Regions from separate parts of the Mus musculus genome. Here regions 2 and 3 are each linked to region 1. A link is a contact called in public promoter capture Hi-C data. All regions are on one chromosome and are shown on one strand. Each heading gives the region's core, a stretch centred on a gene start, on an enhancer-like site or on the middle of the called end of the contact. The rest is flanking DNA. Distances are from core to core; before and after follow the strand shown. Region 1 holds the start of Cox7b (cytochrome c oxidase subunit 7B). Region 2 has its middle 16 kb from the start of Magee1. Region 3 holds the start of Lpar4 (lysophosphatidic acid receptor 4).

What was found. Promoter capture Hi-C pulls out the DNA fragments that hold promoters and counts their contacts.
Region 2: a contact with region 1 is called in a promoter capture Hi-C map of cranial neural crest. The contact joins the enhancer-like site here to the promoter of Cox7b in region 1. A contact is called at or near these places in 12 of 39 promoter capture datasets (3T3-L1-derived adipocytes, the C10 cell line, the HPC-7 cell line and 8 more), 3 of 484 Hi-C or Micro-C datasets (Th1 cells, embryonic stem cells and uterus), 5 of 115 datasets of contacts at active chromatin or transcription factors (differentiating embryonic stem cells, embryonic stem cells and pro-B cells) and 2 of 9 other capture datasets (adipose tissue and macrophages).
Region 3: a contact with region 1 is called in a promoter capture Hi-C map of 3T3-L1-derived adipocytes, with 2.6 times the contacts expected there. The contact joins the promoter of Lpar4 here to the promoter of Cox7b in region 1. A contact is called at or near these places in 2 of 39 promoter capture datasets (3T3-L1-derived adipocytes and cranial neural crest).

The regions. Positions count from the first base shown.
Region 1 is chrX:106,014,322-106,017,047 of GRCm38.p6, forward strand. It overlaps Cox7b (cytochrome c oxidase subunit 7B), which reads left to right and starts at 1,379. Exons shown (of 3, transcript NM_025379.2): 1 at 1,379-1,549. The coding sequence starts at 1,510.
Region 2 is chrX:105,103,353-105,106,078 of GRCm38.p6, forward strand. It overlaps a transcript of Pbdc1 not described here. Among named protein-coding and RNA genes, the nearest start is that of Magee1, 16 kb to the right of the region's middle. Within about 2 kb of position 1,334, at least 1 of the 459 cell types and tissues checked has an H3K27ac peak or open chromatin away from gene starts, as enhancers often do.
Region 3 is chrX:106,919,222-106,921,947 of GRCm38.p6, forward strand. It overlaps Lpar4 (lysophosphatidic acid receptor 4), which reads left to right and starts at 1,404. Exons shown (of 3, transcript NM_175271.4): 1 at 1,404-1,768.

The sequences.
Region 1 (2,726 bases), core at 129-2,628:
ACATGGTGGCTCACAACCATCTGTAATGGGGATCTGATGCCCTCTTCCCGTGTGTCTGAAGACAGCTACAGTGTATTTACATATAATAAATAAATAAATCTTAAAAAATAAACAAGCATACCAAATAAGCATGGTGGTTTGAGTATCTCTGTTTTATGCTCACTCAGGTTGCTTTAGGCATATGAACTGCAGTGGTCATACAGACACAGTGTGGTAAAGAATTACCAATGGATACAAAACATAGTGGATAGAAGCTTATGCAGAATAGGATAGTCATTATGCATTGGAGTTACCTTTTTTTTTTTTTTTTTGCACACATCCCTCCTTTCCACTCAAGATACTTTTTTTTTTTAATTACAAAGGGAAAGCGGTGACTTTAAAGTGTAGAAATCTGGTATGCAGTGCTTGGATTAAATGATTAAGTTCATACTATTACTGAATGGGACATGCTAAGATCCTATACCTTTTGATAGGATGCTCTAAAAAGCAGAGTTTGATTTGTACATTATTTATCTAATCATGACACTAGAGAAGCTAAGGCAAAAGAATTGCAAATTCTAGGCCAGTCTGGGCTACATAGTAAGTTCTAGCCAGTCTGGGTTACATAGGGAGACCTGGCTTACACAGAGTTTCTTTTTTTTTTTTTTTTTTTTTATTTATTATTTATTATATGTAAGTACACTGTAGCTGTCTTCAGACACACCAGAAGAGGGCATCAGATCTCATTAAGGATGGTTGTGAGCCACCATGTGGTTGCTGGGATTTGAACTCTGGACCTTTGGAAGAGCAGTCGGGTGCTCTTACCCACTGAGCCATCTCACCAGCCCTACACAGAGTTTCTTAAGAAGATACATATATAGTATTCTTGCCAGATGCACATGAACTGGAATCCTTAGGGGAAAAAGGTCAATTGATCTCCCAGCACTTGGGAGGCAAAGGCAGGACTTTTTCTGTGAGTTCCAGGCCAGCTTGGTCTACATAGAGAGTTCCTGGTCAGCCAGGACTAAATAGAGAGGCCGTGTCTCAACTCCCCCACAAAAATTCCAAAAAAAAAAACCAATAAAGGTAAAACCAATTAATGTAGGTAATAGGAGACAGAATGTGAAAAATTTGAAGGGACTGTAATTGGAAGTGAGACACTAGATCCAATCCTCTGGAGTTTTAGCACCATTTTGATGCTGGTGCCTTATGTAAGGTCGGTGTCTCAGCTCTCCTTTGTAGAGTCCGAAACCTTTGTCCAAAGAGTTAACCTCCCTGCTTAGTAAATACTACTTTATGGAAGCCATCAAGCTTGAAACTACATTTCCCAAAGACCTTCCTATTTCCTCGCAGGAACTAGGATGACAATTTCTATAGGTCAACCCCTAAATCTCGCGACATCTCACCAATTCTCATTTGGGCTCCCTGCTGAAAGCCATTTTGTTTTTCAGGACGCTTTGCAAGGGTAGCTGGGGTGAATTTGCACCAAGGCAGCAGCATAGTCGCCGCAGTTCCATCTTCGTCTCCGCGATGTTGCCCTTAGCCAAAAACGCACTAAGCCGTCTCCAAGGTGAGCAGATAATGTGGGCGAGTTCTTTACAACACCCGGGATCCGGCTGTCCTCGTGCTCTTCTGCCCTCTTCCTCCGCCCCAAATCCTGCGGGTTTTAATTCTAGGTGCATGGTCCCCTGCGTGGTCTCCAGTCACTGGGAAGGGAAGCTAGCCATAACAGAGGTAGCTGTGACAGTGGCTTTATCATCCTGTCCTTGTGTTCCTAACCTCGTTATGCATTCTCTTTCTTCAGAGACCTATGATTTCCAGGAAGAACGCTTTGGCGGACACCTTGCTCTTTTAGCGATGATCTAAATTTTAGCTCTGGGAGTGTATTTACGTAGAAGAACTGATCTCCTACAATAACGGTGGTAGGAAACTAAATCTACCGCATCTGGATTCATAGCAAGGGGTTGAAAACCTTAAGCCTGGCAGCTTTGAAGAAGTCATCTGTAGATTATTAACGGAATATTAACTATAGCGAAAACAATCATGGTCATTTTTTTTTCCTGCTTTAAAGTTAGGCAAGTACGTGGAAACTTGAGACTAGCAGTATATATGGAAAATACACTGGACTGGAAAGAAAAAAATTCATTTTTGTAATTGCTTTACCCTGAAGGTGACCTTCAGTAATGTGAATGAAGGTGACCTTACACAATACTTACTTGCTTTTCTAGCCATGGATTTAGTTTTATTTTACCTTTAGATCACATGCTGTGTTCTAAGTACTGAAGTACTTTGGGAATAATTGAAAAAAAAAAAAAAGAAAGAAGCCCAACTGATCTTTCATCTGCTACAAGCTGTGTTTATTATTTCTTTCACTTTGGACAAATGATTTAGCGTTATAAACTTGTTTTTGTAAAACAGAGGTTAGTAAGTAATACCTATGTCAAAGACCATTAACCAATCTCTGGTCACTAAACTGGGTGGTTTTGTTTGTTTGTTTGTTTTTAATTTTATTTTGGTATAGAGGGGAGATCACTTGGTAAATCAGAGTGTTGAAACAACAGTTGTTTGGTAATCTCAATTTCTTTGATCTTTAAGTGACTTAGGGACTTTTAAAAATACTGTAGGAAAAGTTTTTTTATCATTTTTTTTTTTTTTTTGAGACAGGGTTTCTTTGTGTAGCCTGGCTGTCCTGGAACTTGCTCTGGAGACCAGGCAAAAAGATGATTTTTTAGTTTATTTTGTTGTGT
Region 2 (2,726 bases), core at 84-2,583, 910 kb before region 1:
TAAAGATGGGACTTCTGTATATTGGCTGTCTATTATTTACTTATTCAGAAGATGTTAGAATCCATTAGCTCAAAAACTTCTTGGTTGTGGGGTAAGCTTTAAAAAGCCTGATAATTCTTTTTTTTTTTTCCAAATATTGATTTTTTTTAATTGCCAGATAATAATACAATAGAATTTCACCTTTACTTGGTGCATATTAACTTTCAGTCTTGGTAGCTATATTGTAATTTTTCTCAGAGGGCCAAATTACCAGCAGATGCTAAAGAACAGCCTAGACTCTGAAAATTTACTGCATTGAAGATGCAATATGCTTCACAGAGAATCTGTACCCATGGGTGTCTTTGCAGATGAGTATCCCAGTCACTAGAGAAGAGTATTTACTACTTGCTGGGTGCAGTGGCCCACCTGAGTTTCTAGCATTCAGAGAATCTTGAGTTTAAGGGCAACCTGGGTGACACACTTTCTATCAAAATATGTGTATTGGTTTCTTCACTTTAATTACAATTGCATCAAAATCACATAAAAAACTTCTGGCCTTTGTGATAATTTTGGAACAATACAAAGCCAGGTGTATACTTCCCATTAAAAATTAATATTTGCTGAAATTAAAATGTGCCATAAAAAGCCTGATAATTCTAAACACAGATATGTATATATCCAATTATTACAGGTGTAGCACACAGAGATTTCTAGTTATTCAGGCACTAGGCATTGTATATCCATTGTGAAACTGCACTGAACATTTGCTAACCCAAAATAAGATAAGTCCTGGGCTAGAAGACTCCAAGCTACTACTGGCCTCCAGAGATTCCCTCCTGCTTCTGAACATGTAAGTCTGACGTTCCATCTTACTCTGACTCGCGTCTCCCCATGAAGATCCCTTGTTCCCTTTCTTTTGGGTTGGTTCCTTTCTGTTATCTTTCACCTATAGCCCCTGGAAGGTTCCACGTTGAGACAGCCCACACCCCCTTTAGCCCAGTACTTTCTCACTGTCAGCACGACACCTGTCCATGTTGCTAACATGAAGTTTATTGTATGCTACTGCCACCTTGTGGTCATCTTTTCTCTCCCTTAAACATAATTACATTACTGAAACTAGCAAGTAGGAAAGAAAGGAGGAGAGAGAAGGAGAAAGTTAGGTCACAATAAGGAGTTTATCTGGTCAAAAGGGAAAATATTTAGCAGAAATTATAAATGATTGGGACTTACCTTTTGGGATGTGTATGCATCAGTTAGATATGTATGTTCTGTGCTGGTGTGTACTCTGGTCTCTCCTTGTACCTCATGAACCTGACAAGTAGTAGCACCGTGTTTTGCAAACACTCGTACAGTTGGAATTGGTTTGAAGTGACTGTCTAAAGAGGGGAGTAAGTAAGCCTGCCTAGGTTTCATACTAGGTAGGCAGTGGGCCTGAATAGGATAGAGAATGCCTGCCTTGGGCTGGAGAGATGGCTCAGTCGTTAAAGGCTAGGCCCACAACCAAAAATATAAGAGAATGCTTGTCTCTCAGCCTGGAGTGGCTTGCCTGCTGTCCTCAAAATGGACTGAGATGAGAGGACCTCCCTGCAATTGCACTGACTCTTTGAGGCTCCATGAAAAGAGAGAAAATCCTCATTCCAAATGTCACAAAATGAAGCCGAGGTCAGGCTCCTAAGTTTAACTGGAGTGGGTACCTTCGTAAAGAGTTGACCTGGGATTGGCTGCACTTGAGTTTGCTGTTCCAGATGGCATCAATCTCATCCTTCTTTCAGAGAATACTGAGCCTTCATTGCTTCTGTCAAGCCTCAAGTTGACCAAGGATAACAACTTTTATTCCTGGCCCTCTGAGGACTCCACAGAGATGACCATCCATCTGCACGGGTGCGCCAAACCACCAGTTGTGTGCTGGGTTTTGCTATATAGACTGTGTTTTATCAGGACACTGTGTGGAAATAAGGTATGATCTTAGGCTTGGTGAGGAAAACCAGAGGGGAGGGGTTGGCAGAAGAAAACTGCTGTCCTCTGTAGGAAAAGGCAGCAGTATATTATCATGATAGTGATGAAGATAATTTATGCGCTCTGTGTGTGTGTGTGTGTCCAGCTATTTAAAAAATTTTTTTAAAAATATCAGGCATGATTGTTATTGTCTGCAGTCCTAGAACTTGCTCAGATTTTTTTCCATAACTACTTAAAATGTGGAATCAAGCCAAAAGGAGGCTACCCAGCTGTATGGCCTGCATCTAGTTAGGAGCAAGTTTCAATAACTGGAGCTGAAAAGGAGTAATTGGTATTCACATGAGATATCTCCCTCTCTATTTGGCTTTCCTAATTTTTCAAGATTGCAGTATATTGTTATTAACAATGCTCATCATGTTGTATAATAGATCCCTTAAACTTATCCTTTTATGTATTTGCAATTGTGTGTCATCATTGTCCATCCTTTCTCCAGGCCCCCTTACTGCCTGACCCCTGCTAACCACCCTTCCACTTTCTACTTCTGTGGGTTCAGCTGATGTGATGTAAAAGTCTGGAGGCCTGCTACCTCATATAAGGCCTCATAGCAGACTGTTCAAATGGCCAGTATAAATTGCTAGCTAAAGTCAGAGTTTCCTCAGTCGGCTAGGTTGGAATGTGCTGTGTAGCATGGTCATGTGGAAAGTCCAAAGGAGGCTGAATTCAGCCCATCTGGTTTCTTTTCACAAGGGTCTTCTATACTAGTATTGATTTGTGCCTGCTCTGGATTTAAT
Region 3 (2,726 bases), core at 154-2,653, 900 kb after region 1:
CTATCACAAGCTGCTCTAGGCCCAAAGTAAATGAGAAGGAAGACAACCAGTGAAGATATAGAAATAAGTTAACCTGAGGCAGCCAGCAAGAAACAGAAAACAGGGATGTGGAAGAGGAAGCTGTAGAAAAGAGATTTTTTTCCAGAGTCAGTAAGGCTAGTGTCAACTTCACAATGACCTGTTACAGATGGTTAGTAAGGGAAGCTCCAAAACAGGTCTGAAGGGAACGTGAAGATAAGCATGGTACACATTTTATTTGGGATGTAGCTTAACTATGTAGATTGAAGTTATGAAGCAGCAGATGGAGGTTCTCCCATTCATCTGGGGGCCATGGTTCTGCCCAGAAAAAGGGAAGCAACGAATCCCTGCCAAGGGGTTTCATTCCTAAGAAGGGGCAGGACGTTGCTGTTGGTGGTGGTATTGGCAGTGTTTGGAGGTAGAGGAGAAAGGGATGGGCAAGGGGAGGAGTTTCTGGTAGTAGGGAAAGGCTAGCAATGGCTGTTACAAAAGGGAAGTTTCCACAACAAACTCAGACCAGGGAGAGGGAGGAGAAGAAAGAAAACTGGAGGCCAAGGGGGAAGCAGTGTGGTTGACCAAGGCAGTCCAGTCTACCTATAAGGTTCAGAGCTTGTCTAGGGCAAACGTGGGGTAGAGTAGAAGGTAACAGCTCTCTATGAACAAATTGCATCTGAACTATTTACTTTTAGTAAACCTCCGAAAATTTCATGGCAATTACACTTCCTGCCATGCAGTTATTTAAGAGAAATGGCTTTCCTTCTGCTACTGAGCTTTGCGTGGATCATGTAAGGCGAGTGTTATAGCTCTGGGCAACTTCACTAGGACAGTCTGAAGGCATTTTTTTTTTTCTGGCTTAAGTAAGTGACTATGGTATTGAATTGAATTTTGTTTTGGAGAGTGACAGAAATTCAATTATGCAAACTGTGATAACCATGCATTTCCAGTTGTTTTTTTTTTTTTTTTTTTTTTTTTTGCCTTTCCCCCTGCCCTCTCCTTAATTCTTACTAATAGTTTTTGTGATTGTTTTAAAAAAAAAAACTTAGGAGCAAACAGGGCTGCTCCTCCCAGTTTGGAGTTTTGTCTCCTCCTCCTTCTCATTAGAATTGTAAGAGGGTAGCGGTCCTGCTGCAAAGACAGGCAGACAAGCTTTCTCTGTGAATTAATTGGTCAGGAAAGACACTTTTTATATTGTCAAGTGGCACTTAAGCCACTAATTCTTGACTGTGAAACTGCTTTTCCTGGGCAATGCTCTTTAAGGAAAAACTTCTTCAGTCCAGCGATTGGTGGTGACTAAGGGAACTATGAAGCACAGGGGATTGGGCGGGATCACGGCTCCTAATAATGCCTCCTTATCCAATGAAAAGCATTTCCTATTGAGACCCCCAAGAGTTCCCCCGGCGGCCCTCGGCTCCAGCAAGACTTTGGGCCTTTTCTTGTGTCCTGTTTGTTAAAGGCATGCGGGCTCCAGCATTAAAGAGGGCTAGTCCTTAACAAAGGGAAAGCGATAAATGTAAATAAGCTCACATTTTCAGAATGAGCGGTTTGCAGTAAGGAGCTGCGGCAGCCCAGAGTCTGCTCTTTTTGGGCTGGGCTAACCTTTCCCTGTTTTTTGTTTTTTGTTTTGTTTTGTTTTTGTTTTTTATGGATAAAAATATGCGCTTCCGAAGTGCGAGTTGCCAGTTTACACGTTTATTAGCTAACTATCTACAGGCATGAGCACATTCTCTCATCTAGCACACTCTTTCTTGGGGTAAGTCTCTTTGAGAAAGATTTGATTTTGGCGTTTGGGGGTGGGGGATGGTGTAAGAAACTTCAATCGAAACGCTGATGCTTTGAGTGTTTGGGGAAAGAAGTTAGACTTCAGCTCTGAAGTACTGAACAAGGATCATCGTGTTGAATGGTAAAAAAAAAAAAAAAAAAAAAAAAAACACAAGAATTTCTATTGTTTTGGCAGTAAATACTGTTTCAGTGGGAGAGAGACAGGATTTTCAGGCTGTTGTTTCATGTAAACACAGTCCTAAAGAGCTGATTCAAAATCACAGGGTAGAATAAGTTAGAAAGTCTTTTGGCTAGCATTATATTTCTTTGGTTTACAAAAGATTGTGAGCTAACGTGGCTTTTATTATGATGAGGTTTCTTCTAGTAAAACTATACACTACATGCCTTTGATGCTTAATTGATTTATGGAGAATGTGACATTTGCTATATTGAATAATTCATGAACTGCCCATAAAGGAGGAATCATGTTTGAATGAAAACTGAATTCTAGCATAAATAGAATTTTCTATTACTTGTGAAATTACTTGCTATTTGCCATGTAAATGCAACACAATGTGACATGTCTAAAATTCTCTTGCATATTATAAATATTTTAAATATTTTTAGTGAAAAAGACTTGTTGAATTAATTAGTATTGTATGCTAGGTAATTTCTGTTTGGGAAGCAAATACAGCATTGTAATTTATCATGATTTTTGTGGGGGGAGAAGACCAGAGAAATTGAAAAAATTTGAGTATGTCAAAAAGCTTGATAATGTTATTCACTTTGCTGCTTTACCAAATAATGCATCTTTCTTTTCCTTGACTAGCATAAAAGCTTCAATAGTAACTTATAATCAAAGTTATCCAGTGGCTTTTTCACATGTTTATTTTTTCAGAGCAAACTCCCAACAGCTTGCCCCAACAAAAATAGATTATAAATCCTTTTGC